Regions from separate parts of the Zea mays genome. Here region 2 is linked to region 1. Evidence: chromatin contacts called from public Hi-C data. All regions are on one chromosome and are shown on one strand. The core of a region is the stretch at or near the end of the contact, and the rest is flanking DNA. Distances in the headings are between cores, read along the strand shown. Region 1 holds the start of LOC541983 (polyamine oxidase 1). Region 2 has its middle 84 kb from the start of LOC103641140.

Region 1 (5,448 bases), core at 1,253-3,752:
GCCAGCCTGGCGCACCGGACACTGTCCGGTGCACCACCGGACAGTCCGGTGCTCCCAGACTGAACTGTCTTTGGCTAAACAAAGCCAACTCTTTTCCAAATTGATTTCTCCTGTTTCCAGTACTTAGACACAGTACATTAGTCCTTAAAACAAAGTACTAAGTCTTATAAACATACCTTTATGTTGATTTTCACTTTGTCCATCATTTGGCAAGGATTAACACATGACCACTTGTGTTGGCACTCAATCACCAAAATACTTAGAAATGGCCCAAGGGCACATTTCCCTTTCAAACTCAACTCTAGAGAAAACTCTTGTGGACCTCTTGCATGAGCACAAAACAGCTGATTATAGGGGTCAAAATGGATGGACAACAGAAGCATGGAACAAAATTGTCAAGGAATTTCATCAGAGGGAACAGTATGTCTATTTCACAAAGACACAAATACAAGATAAGGAAAGAGAGCTGAAAAGGGACTATAGGTTGCTAAAGGATGCAAAGAATCAAAGTGGAGCCCATTTTGATGAGAAGATAGGGAGGATTACGGCTGACCCAGCTTTATGGAAAAATATACTGACTTCTCATCCTAAGGCTAAAAAGTTCTGCAACAAGTCTTTTCCTCTATATGAGGCCTTGGGGGAGCTTTATGATGGTTAGTCTCATTACAATGTGCATGCTTTTCCAATATGTTATGTTGTCTACCCTTTTTTTAGTAAAACTTCATTGTGTAGGGCAAACATCTGAAGGGACCTACAACTACACCTCCACCCAACTTCCAGATCTTACTCAAGTAGGAAATGGAGATGAATTTCTCAACATAGAACATGAACAAGATGAATTGGAAGAAATCTTGCCTGCACAAGAAGAAGATGATGTCCATGTAGTTAAGGCGGGAGATGCAACCGGTGAAAGGCATGATTCGATGCCACAGAGAAGGACTACTGCTGCAAGAGGGAACAATGAGGAAACGAGGACAAAGAGGCATAAAAAGGGCGATAACCTAGAAGGAATAATGGGAAGATACATTAACATGAGAATGAAGCAAGCTGAGGAAGAAGCCACACATCTAGCAAAAGAGAGGGAGGAAAAGGAAGTGAGTCAAGCTGCAGACTTCTCAATCAAGAAGTGCCTACAATGCCTTCAAAGACCTTGAAGTTACAATGGAAGTTACAAAGGAGGAAAAAGCAAAAGCCTACAATGCCTTCAAAGACCTTGACAATAGGCAAATTTTCTTGAGTGCCTGCGATGATGATGCTGAGTCTGCACTGATTTGGTTGAGAAACGAGATGGCTTAGCTGGTATGCTCTCTTCCTTCCCCTCTTCTCTCATTCTATGCCAGGGCATGTCGAAATCAAAGTAATTGAGCATATATGTCTCATTCTTTATGCCATGACATGTTGAATCAAAGTAATTGAACATATCTGCCTCATGACTTAATTTATTATTTCCCATACTACTTCTTGCTGGGAGTCCAGGGTTAGGCTAGAAGTCGATCCTGTCTGTATATGCTGACGATGACATTATACAACCTTACATTTATTATCTGAAAGAGGAGTTCACTACGAGGGAATTGTTTCTAAAACGATTCTGTTTGACTCGGTTATGATCTTGATTTCCTTGTGCAGAAATTACAACAAGAACTGCAGAGAAATCCAGAATCGCTTCCTTTTGATGAGATTTGTATTTTGGATCCCATGAGCTAGCTACTAGCTGCATCTCTCTTCACTTATTGTTTCCGATGGTCAATGGAGTTTATGTTACACTTACACATATTTATTTTAATGGCAGATACTCTACTGTAACATTGGAAATCCCCATTCCATTGGCCAACAGCCAGTTACCTATTTCAGAACTAGATCATTGGATAACTGCATTTTGTTCATGCTTTAAACTGCTTTAAACTGAAATACGTTACAGCTAGAACTAGATCAGCTGTACATGCTTCTGTTGTTCATGCTTCTGCATTGAACTACATTTTGTTGAATGTGGACTGCATTTTGCAAAAAACATGAACTTTACTATACTAGAGTGAAGCGAACATGGACTACATTTTGCAAAAAAAATATGGACTTCACTGTACTAGTGGCTAAGCGAATATGGACTGCATTTAAAAAAAACATGAACGAACAATTCACAGCTAATACATTTGTATCCATGTGGTATAAGTGAATAGTGAAAAATAAGCCACGTATTAAATCCCAGCCGTAACGAAAACACATATAGTTTATGTGACATGACATGGATTCACTCAATCCTGCTGTGTATTAGATCTTAATGTGTATTAAATACTAGCAAGCCGAACAAGGTCTTAGTAGTGTTGGTTCCCTTGTGCGTTTAATTTTTTTTTTTTTGATGTGATTAGTCCTTGGTGAGCTGGTCCGGATGGACCTTTTGGTAAGTGAGGGACCATGCATCCCATCACAATGGGTTATGATGATTAGCCTTTAGATGTGTGTATATATATGAGGGGTGAGAGGGGGGAGGGGCCTGGGGAGCAACACAAGCACTCCACACTGCTGTGCAGAACGAGAGCGTAACCATCAGTACTCAATAGTTAGAGCGACCAATAGATGAGTTCCTCCCCGTCCTTTGGTCTCCTGGCCTTAGCAGCAGTACTCCTAGCACTGAACTTAGCACAACATGGCTCCCTCGCCGCAACCGTCGGCCCCAGGGTCATCGTCGTCGGCGCCGGCATGTCTGGTAATAACAAGGCACCCATATACGTCGTTCGTCTATGCGACTATGCCTTGGTGTTACGCATCATATACATATATATCTGCGCTGTGTTATATGCAACACATGGATCTCTTCTTCCAGGGATCTCGGCGGCGAAGAGGCTGTCGGAGGCCGGGATAACCGACCTGCTGATTCTGGAAGCGACGGACCACATCGGCGGGCGGATGCACAAGACGAACTTCGCCGGCATCAACGTCGAGTTAGGCGCCAACTGGGTGGAGGGCGTGAACGGCGGCAAGATGAACCCCATCTGGCCCATCGTCAACTCCACCCTCAAGCTCCGCAACTTCCGCTCCGACTTCGACTACCTCGCTCAGAACGTCTACAAGGAGGAGTACGTAGGTCGATCGACTAGCTATAGGCAGCTGATGAGCTCCGTTATTAGCTACTCCATATATCCCTTTCTTACTAGCTACAGTTTATTTTGATTTGTACAAGTCAAAATTTCCGAACTCTCGCTAACCATTTTTTAGAATGAAAATATACGTAAATTCCAACAGATGCTCAGTCGAAACACATATTTCATGCTTAGTTTAGAAAAAAAACTAATTAAGGTCTTGTTTGGTTTAGGGTGACTAAAGGTTAGTGACTAAAGTTTAGTCACTTTTAGTCCCTAAAAAAGTAAACATGGTGACTAAAGTGGAGTGACTAAATTCTAGAGCTTGTTTGGGATAAAGGGCAATGAAGGGGATTGAGGGGGCTATAATCCCTCACTATTCAAAATTGATTAGCGAGAGATCCTAACTCCCTCAATCCACTTCATTACCTTTAATCCCAAACAAGCGCTTAGGTCTTTAGACACCAAGGGGGTGACTAAAAGGGACTAAAGTAGTATTTTTATCTTATTTGTCCTCTCCATTTTTACGGCAATTAAAGCTCTTTAGTCCGGTTTAGTTACTGAAACCAAACGAAATACTTTACTAAAGTTTAGTCTAGTGACTAAAGGAACCAAACATGACCTAAATTGATCTACCAAATATTAGTTATAGCGTGTATTTCTCTATAAATAAGGCCCCGTTTGGTTTGAGGGACTAAAGATTAGTCCCTCCATTTTAGTCTCATTTAGTTCCTAAATTGCCAAACGGTAGGACTAAAACAGAGACTAAACTGATTTAGTCCCTAGTCCCTCAAGATGTGGCTAAAATAGACTAAACCATATTAATTCCACAATTGCCTCTCATTTAATTCAATTGTACTAATAGCAGGAGAATATTAAAGATCATTTTAGTCTTCTTATAAATCATTTAGTATATTTTTACTAATTTTAGTCCCTAGAACCAAACATGTTATGGACTAAACTTTAGTCCCCTAACTAAACTTTAGTCTCTAGACTAAATAAACCAAACATGGCCTAAAACAGATAAAAGGTCAAAAATTTTAGAACGAATCGAAGGATTAAGCGAGTAATACGAAAGTCAACTCAACTATTATAATATAGTAGTACTACAATTATTAGCTCGCTTCCCTTTTATAAAGAGGACGCACACGCATACATTAATAATAAAATTTGGATCCATAATTTGGGGGCGAAAATAACTATTATGATACAGATTTGATATAGTAAGAGCACTGCACCTTGGGTTGGTAAAGATGGCAATCACATGTTCGAGTGTCATATTTTACCTGTGGTTGACACATAGGGCCCGAAACTTTTGTGTTTTTTTCTTTCTATTTTAATTTCTACCTCTAGTTAGATGTTTTGGTGCAAGCTTCTTTAAAACTTATTAGGGTAATTTTTGCTGACTATGTTGTCGTCGACACAATATGTACTGATAAATTTAAGAATACATATTTAATACGCAGAGATAGATTTCATGGCGTTGGTGGGACGACAGAGCGTAGATATTAGTTTATTAGGAGATCGAGCTTTTGACTAGTCGAAAAAGTGACATGCGTATGTATTAACTGCAGCGGTGGCGTCTACGATGAAGATTACGTCCAGAAGAGAATTGAACTGGCGGACAGCGTGGAAGAGATGGGGGAGAAGCTCTCTGCCACTTTGCACGCCAGTGGCAGAGACGACATGTCTATCCTTGCCATGCAGCGCCTCAACGAACAGTACGTGTGTCCTATATATACCTGCAGCTCCTCAACACATACATACATACATACATACAACAACAGCTGAATGCAATGCAATGCAATGGGCATGTGCATGCAGCCAGCCGAACGGGCCGGCGACGCCGGTGGACATGGTGGTGGACTACTACAAGTTCGACTACGAGTTCGCGGAGCCGCCGCGCGTGACCAGCCTGCAGAACACCGTGCCTCTCGCGACCTTCAGCGACTTCGGCGACGACGTCTACTTCGTCGCCGACCAGCGGGGCTACGAGGCCGTCGTCTACTACCTCGCCGGCCAGTACCTCAAGACCGACGATAAGTCTGGAAAGATCGTCGACCCGCGCCTGCAGCTCAACAAGGTATATATATACTACATGCATGCATGCATGCATGGGCATTGATTAAGCTTAGCTAGATTGCTAGAACACATCATTAACGTACGTACATACAGGTGGTGCGAGAGATCAAGTATTCCCCGGGTGGCGTCACCGTCAAGACAGAGGACAACTCGGTGTACAGCGCAGACTACGTCATGGTTTCTGCGAGCCTGGGTGTCCTGCAATCCGATCTCATTCAGTTCAAGCCCAAGCTACCTGTCAGTTAGTTGTTCCTACCTACACCTCGATCTATCATCAGCTGATCGATTATAT
Region 2 (5,448 bases), core at 2,177-4,676, 140 kb before region 1:
CCTCGGGCGAGACGTGAATCCTCAGGGGTCGGCCGCCCTTGCCCGAGGCTGGGCTCGGGCGAGGCGAGATCGTGTCCCTTGAGTGGACCGAGCCTTGACTTAATCGCACCCATCAGGCCTTTGCAGCTTTGTGCTGATGGGGGTTACCAGCTGAGATTAGGAGTCTTGGGGTTACCCCTAATTATGGTCCCCGTCAACAACGTTTCCAGCATGAGTCCAAATCACAAAGTTTTCAGCATAAGACCAACATCACAAAGTATTCATTTCCTCCTAATCTTACCCTTGCCCTTGGCCCCAAGAGTGTTGGTGCCTGGAGTGTAAGGATCACGTGGACGCCTTCTACGTCGTGTCAGCTGTGATGGCTGAGTTGTAGGAGCATCCTGCAACTGTGATGGTCCAATCTCCTCCTGACCTGCGGCGCCAGCGCCAGCGTCATCGTCGTGTTCGTTGTTGTTGTCGTCGTCGTCGTCCTCGTCGTTGTGGGCCACGTCTTCAAACGTATCCCGCGTCGATCGCGAGGAGCTCAGTCCAGCTGTAGATGGTCCAACTGCACAAATGGGACGCTGAAAGTCTGGCTGCATAGGAGGCACAAGCAGCTGCACGTCAACGCTCGCTAGAGACAGGCATCCACAACGAGCCGTTGCACGACGAAGACGACGTGATACCCTCTGTAATTGAAATATGAGTTACAGACATATGTTAGAACATACAAATAAACAAGTTTTCTTTTAAACATTGATACTCACTGATAGTAACGAAAGTGTAGTACTATCTGAAGTTCTCTGTGAGATACGCTCAAGTTCAACAACAGATACGAGCATAGAGTTTTCCTATTCACAAGTTAGAACATTAGGATCACAAAAAGTCTAATCAAACGAAATAACGATGGATATGAACAACGTGTCAAAGACACTTACTAGGATGATCCTGAACTGGATCCTGGGTCAATGAGATCTCTTGGGGGGTACCACCAGATTAGAAGCCCCACAAACGCCAGGAAGAGGACGAGAAATCCCATACTCGTGCGGCCCCGATTGAGCATCGGGCACAACAACCACTTCTTCCGAAAGCTCTACCAAAGGAGCTTCAATATGAGATGCATTTGGCATTTGTGGAGACAACCCGACTGGAGCATCACGATGACTAACAGATAACTTTTGAACAACCACATCCAAATATGGTGGAAGCATCGTCTTCACAATTCTTACATATCTCACCCAATCATCTTCTGAGGCAATGGAGATCAACCGTCGGACAACTGTTCCATATGTAATATGGGACAACAAACTCTGAATTGATATTCTAGGGTCGTTTATGTTGCAACTAATCTCCTCACAAGCTCGAGCGAAAATCTTGTCAAAAGATGGTCTTTCATCGAACAACATGGTCACGATCTTCATACCATCAAAACTAACATTCCCATAAGCATCTATCCCCACGCTTCCTCCATGGTATAGTGTCACTAGGGTGTCCATCTATTGCAAAAATGGATTACTAACTCAATAATGGCTAGGTACTTAAGCCTAAAAACTTACTAAGTAATAAATAAATAGTAACTACTTATTAACTAATAACTATATAGTAAATATTAAATGACCACATCAAACGAAATTACATAATCTATGAATAATGTACAAAAACAATGTATACCTGAGATCGCGTACGAGTCCAGCTAACGGTGGAGAAGGTCAAGTCGGAAGAACACCTATGTGCAAAAAATACTATTGTCAATAAAAAATTTGACAGCACCTCCCCTGTAAAGTGATGTTTCTAAAACCTGCAAATAAACGACAACACGATGGTTGCCAACACAGAAAACTGTACAATATCTACATAATAAACAATATGCTGAACATGTAATATCAATGCGCTAAACAAAATGCTACAAGTATATGCTAAACCCTTTATAATCACTCAATTTCCTCCATTAACAATATGCTACCAAATTACTAACTATATAATCACTAACAATATGCTAAACACTAACAATATGCTAAACAAGTGAATAGCTAACTATTTACTAAACACTAACAATATACTAACAATATGCTAAACAAGTGAATAGCTAACTATTTACTAAACACTAACAATATACTAACAATATGCTAAACAAGTGAATAACTAACTATTTACTAAACACTAACAATAGCTAACAATATGCTAAACACTAACAATTTACTAACTAAGTAAATAACAACAATGAAAACAATTACCTACTGGCGCGTGGAGGAAGCTTCTGGCGCACGGTGGTGGCGCGCGGCGGCGGGGCGGCTAGCGGCGACGGCGGCGACGCTCTATTGTAAAGAAACACGGCGAAGGAACAGAGAAGAGAACGCGAAAAAGAAACGGACCGCGCGGTTAAATCATAGCTCGGCGCCAAGATCTGTGGCGCTGAGCTAGGTGCCACGCGGGCTACCACGTCAGCCCTGGCCGCCATGGCCACGCCAGCGCTCGGCGCCATAGCCTATGGCGCCGAGCTGTGTTACCTCGGCGCCATAGGCTATGGCGCCGAGCTAAGGGTTAAAAATTGAGATTAAAACTTTTTTAGATCTAAACGTGATTTTATTCCTGATAAAGGGCTAAAATGCAAAAAATTCGGAATAACTACATAGGACAGCAAGGTTATTTTTTCGGGTAACAACCTTGAATTAGTAATGATTGTGTTAATAGTGTCAGTCAGTAATACTTATGAATAGTTAGTAATTCTATCATATGTCAGCGTTAGTATGTGTTCGAGAGGTACAACAATGATTACCTTTATGAACATAAAAATGGTAGTCAGTAACAACTGTATAGGTCTAATAATAATATCAGTATTTTTGTTCGCACCATAATAACTGCATAGGACAACAAGGTATTTTTCGTAATAACCACGAATCAGTAATAATTGTGTTAATAGTACCAGTAACATGTATAGTAACCAGTAATACTTATGAATAGTCAGTAATTCTATCATATGTTAGTGTGCTAGTATGTGTTCGGGGAAGGTACATCAATAATTACCGTGATCAGCAAAAAACATGTTACTTAGTAACAACTGCATAGGTCTAGTAGTAATATCAGTTTTTTTTGTTCGCACCATAATAACTGCATAGGACAACAAGGTATTTTTTCGGTAATAATCATGTATCAGTAATAATTGTGTTAATAGTATCAGTAATATATATAGTAATCAGTAATACCTTTGAATAGTCAGTAATATATATATTACTACAAAACACTTTTTTATGAGATGTTTTTATCTTTTATTGTTGCACACAATGTCTATATCATCGGAGCACACGAATCCAGACACTCCACGCAACGACGAAAACAATCCCGTGGCTGATGTACCAGTGGGACCAACAGGGGTGGGAAAATCCCTGCATCAGCTGTTTCAAGCAGAGATGACTCAAATGTTGTGTTCCCACCACTGCCGGTTCGGAGGTCCACAACATGTGAATCATCGAAAGGTCAAAATTCGACGAAGCGACGAGCAGTTGAGAAGGAGGTAAAGGTTGCTCGCAGAAAACACGAGGTAAACATGTTCCCTTTTTTGTATGTTTCAGGTGTATCAATACATACATTGTTTTTATATATATATATATTATTTTATCATGTGGCTGGGAGAAGGATATGCATGGATGCAACATTACAATGAGACGTTCTCCGGCTGATGTGAACAATGCATCACTTATGATGTCAGATAGGTTGAAACAAAGGATAACAAATTTAGGTTTTGACAGTTTACTGAAAAAGAATATTGAGAGAAGACAGGCATTTGGGGGCTTTTTTGTTGTCTAGTGTTTACGATGACCCTCTCCGCATTGAATTTGGTAGCCGCTCTCTACCAATAGCAAGAGCTGGACTATCAATCGATGAGCACAACAAGATACAGTTTTATGTTAGTAAATTTATTTAAATCGTTTTTTTTTGTAAAATTTTGTCACAAGTTCAGTAATTTTTTAATATCCCATTCATAAATGACTCTACAAGGAAAATGGCATGGTTAAGATATTCAGAGATGATCGCACAAAGGGCATGCCTACACATAAGAAGCTTAATTCAAATAAGGTCTCTCGCTTGGTTGTCGAAAGAATGACCAACGCTAACAGAACACACAATATGATGATTGGATTATTTACTGTTTTTTTGTTCTTGCAAGCAATTCTCTTCTGTTTCCATCGGCTAGCATGAATATATCTGGGAGTGATTACGCCTCTATCGAAGATTTGGAGACAGCAAATGGATATGACTGGTGTCAGGGCATTTGTGATTATCTGAAGGTAAAGGCAGTCAAATTGAGGACAAAACGTTCCAAAAAATTGCCCAAACCCACAATACAAGGACACATACTTTTTTTTTATGGTAAGAAGTTTGCATTTGTAGTTATACATTTTTTATATTCCAAACGTTATTTTTGATAAAAGGGCATACCCAGTGCCGTAGGCTTCCCGCACTGTGCAGGGTCTGGGGAAGGGTATCTTTAAGCGCCAAGCCTTACCCGCGTAATATGTAGAGGCTGGGGCTCGAACATGTTTTTTTAAAACAGTAAGAAGTTCTTTTACATTTCTTTTCTATATAGGTGTATTATCTAGACAATCTGGATTGTGAATTTGTGTTGCCCAGTGGAACACCTCGGTGGAGCGTGTTTACCAGAAGTTTAATAAAAAGGATCGGTGACGTCGACAAAAAGTCACACAACGGAGGCAAAATGACAAACGACAACTTTCCTGTAAGTAAATCACACACCTGGCAGTAATATGTAGCGCGTATAGACATTGATCCATAAGTATTTTATGCTATTCATATTCTATAGTGCACTCAGTAATTATGATGCAAAAAAAAGGTCATCAGTAATATACAAACATAAACTTATGTAACATAAACAATGTATTATTGTTCGGTAATTATATCATCATTCAGCAATATTTACAGTAAAAAGGTAATTTGTGCTTATTAGTGTTCAGTAATTTTTTAAAATACAAACACTGTTTATTATACTAATTTATTATTATATCAGTAATAAATTATTAACGTTCAAACATTCAGTAATTTTCTCAGAATTTCAGCAATTTTACAGTGACAATACACAGTAATTCATAATCTTACTCAGTAAATATATACAACGATATTTTTACATAGTTTTGGGATCCTAGGGACACAGTATATTCAGACAATAGTAGCAACAGAAGATGTAGCAGTAGACACGGTAGCATACCAACAACGACCGCTGGATACAATAGGAGAACAGCCTGTACATACAACAACAGGAGATATAGCTGAAACATCACAGCCACCAGTAGGAGACGAGGCTGCACCAGGAGATCAACTAATGACAGTAGAACAAGCTGCCTCAGTTGAACAAGTGGCATAGCAGACTGGAGATTCAGCTCAAACACCACAGCCTACAGTAGTAGAAGAAGCTGCACCAGCTGATCAACTAGAGACTACAGAAGAATCAGCATC

What was found. Hi-C and Micro-C count contacts between places; a contact is called where the count stands out from the background.
Region 2: a Hi-C map of leaf shows a contact between it and region 1, with 4 times the contacts expected there. The contact joins the enhancer-like site here to the promoter of LOC541983 in region 1. A contact is called at or near these places in 5 of 25 Hi-C or Micro-C datasets (bundle sheath, ear, leaf and 1 more) and 1 of 3 datasets of contacts at active chromatin or transcription factors (leaf).

The regions. Positions count from the first base shown.
Region 1 is chr10:63,382,078-63,387,525 of Zm-B73-REFERENCE-NAM-5.0, reverse strand. LOC541983 (polyamine oxidase 1) reads left to right here and starts at 2,502. Exons shown (of 8, transcript NM_001111636.2): 1 at 2,502-2,701; 2 at 2,819-3,071; 3 at 4,649-4,795; 4 at 4,899-5,157; 5 at 5,250-5,393. The coding sequence starts at 2,572. It also overlaps the pseudogene LOC109943074.
Region 2 is chr10:63,520,834-63,526,281 of Zm-B73-REFERENCE-NAM-5.0, reverse strand. No RefSeq gene overlaps it. Among protein-coding and RNA genes, the nearest start is that of LOC103641140, 84 kb to the left of the region's middle. Within about 2 kb of position 3,426, at least 9 of the 20 cell types and tissues checked have an H3K27ac peak or open chromatin away from gene starts, as enhancers often do. A contact at or near this core is called in bundle sheath, leaf and tassel, where this site is marked.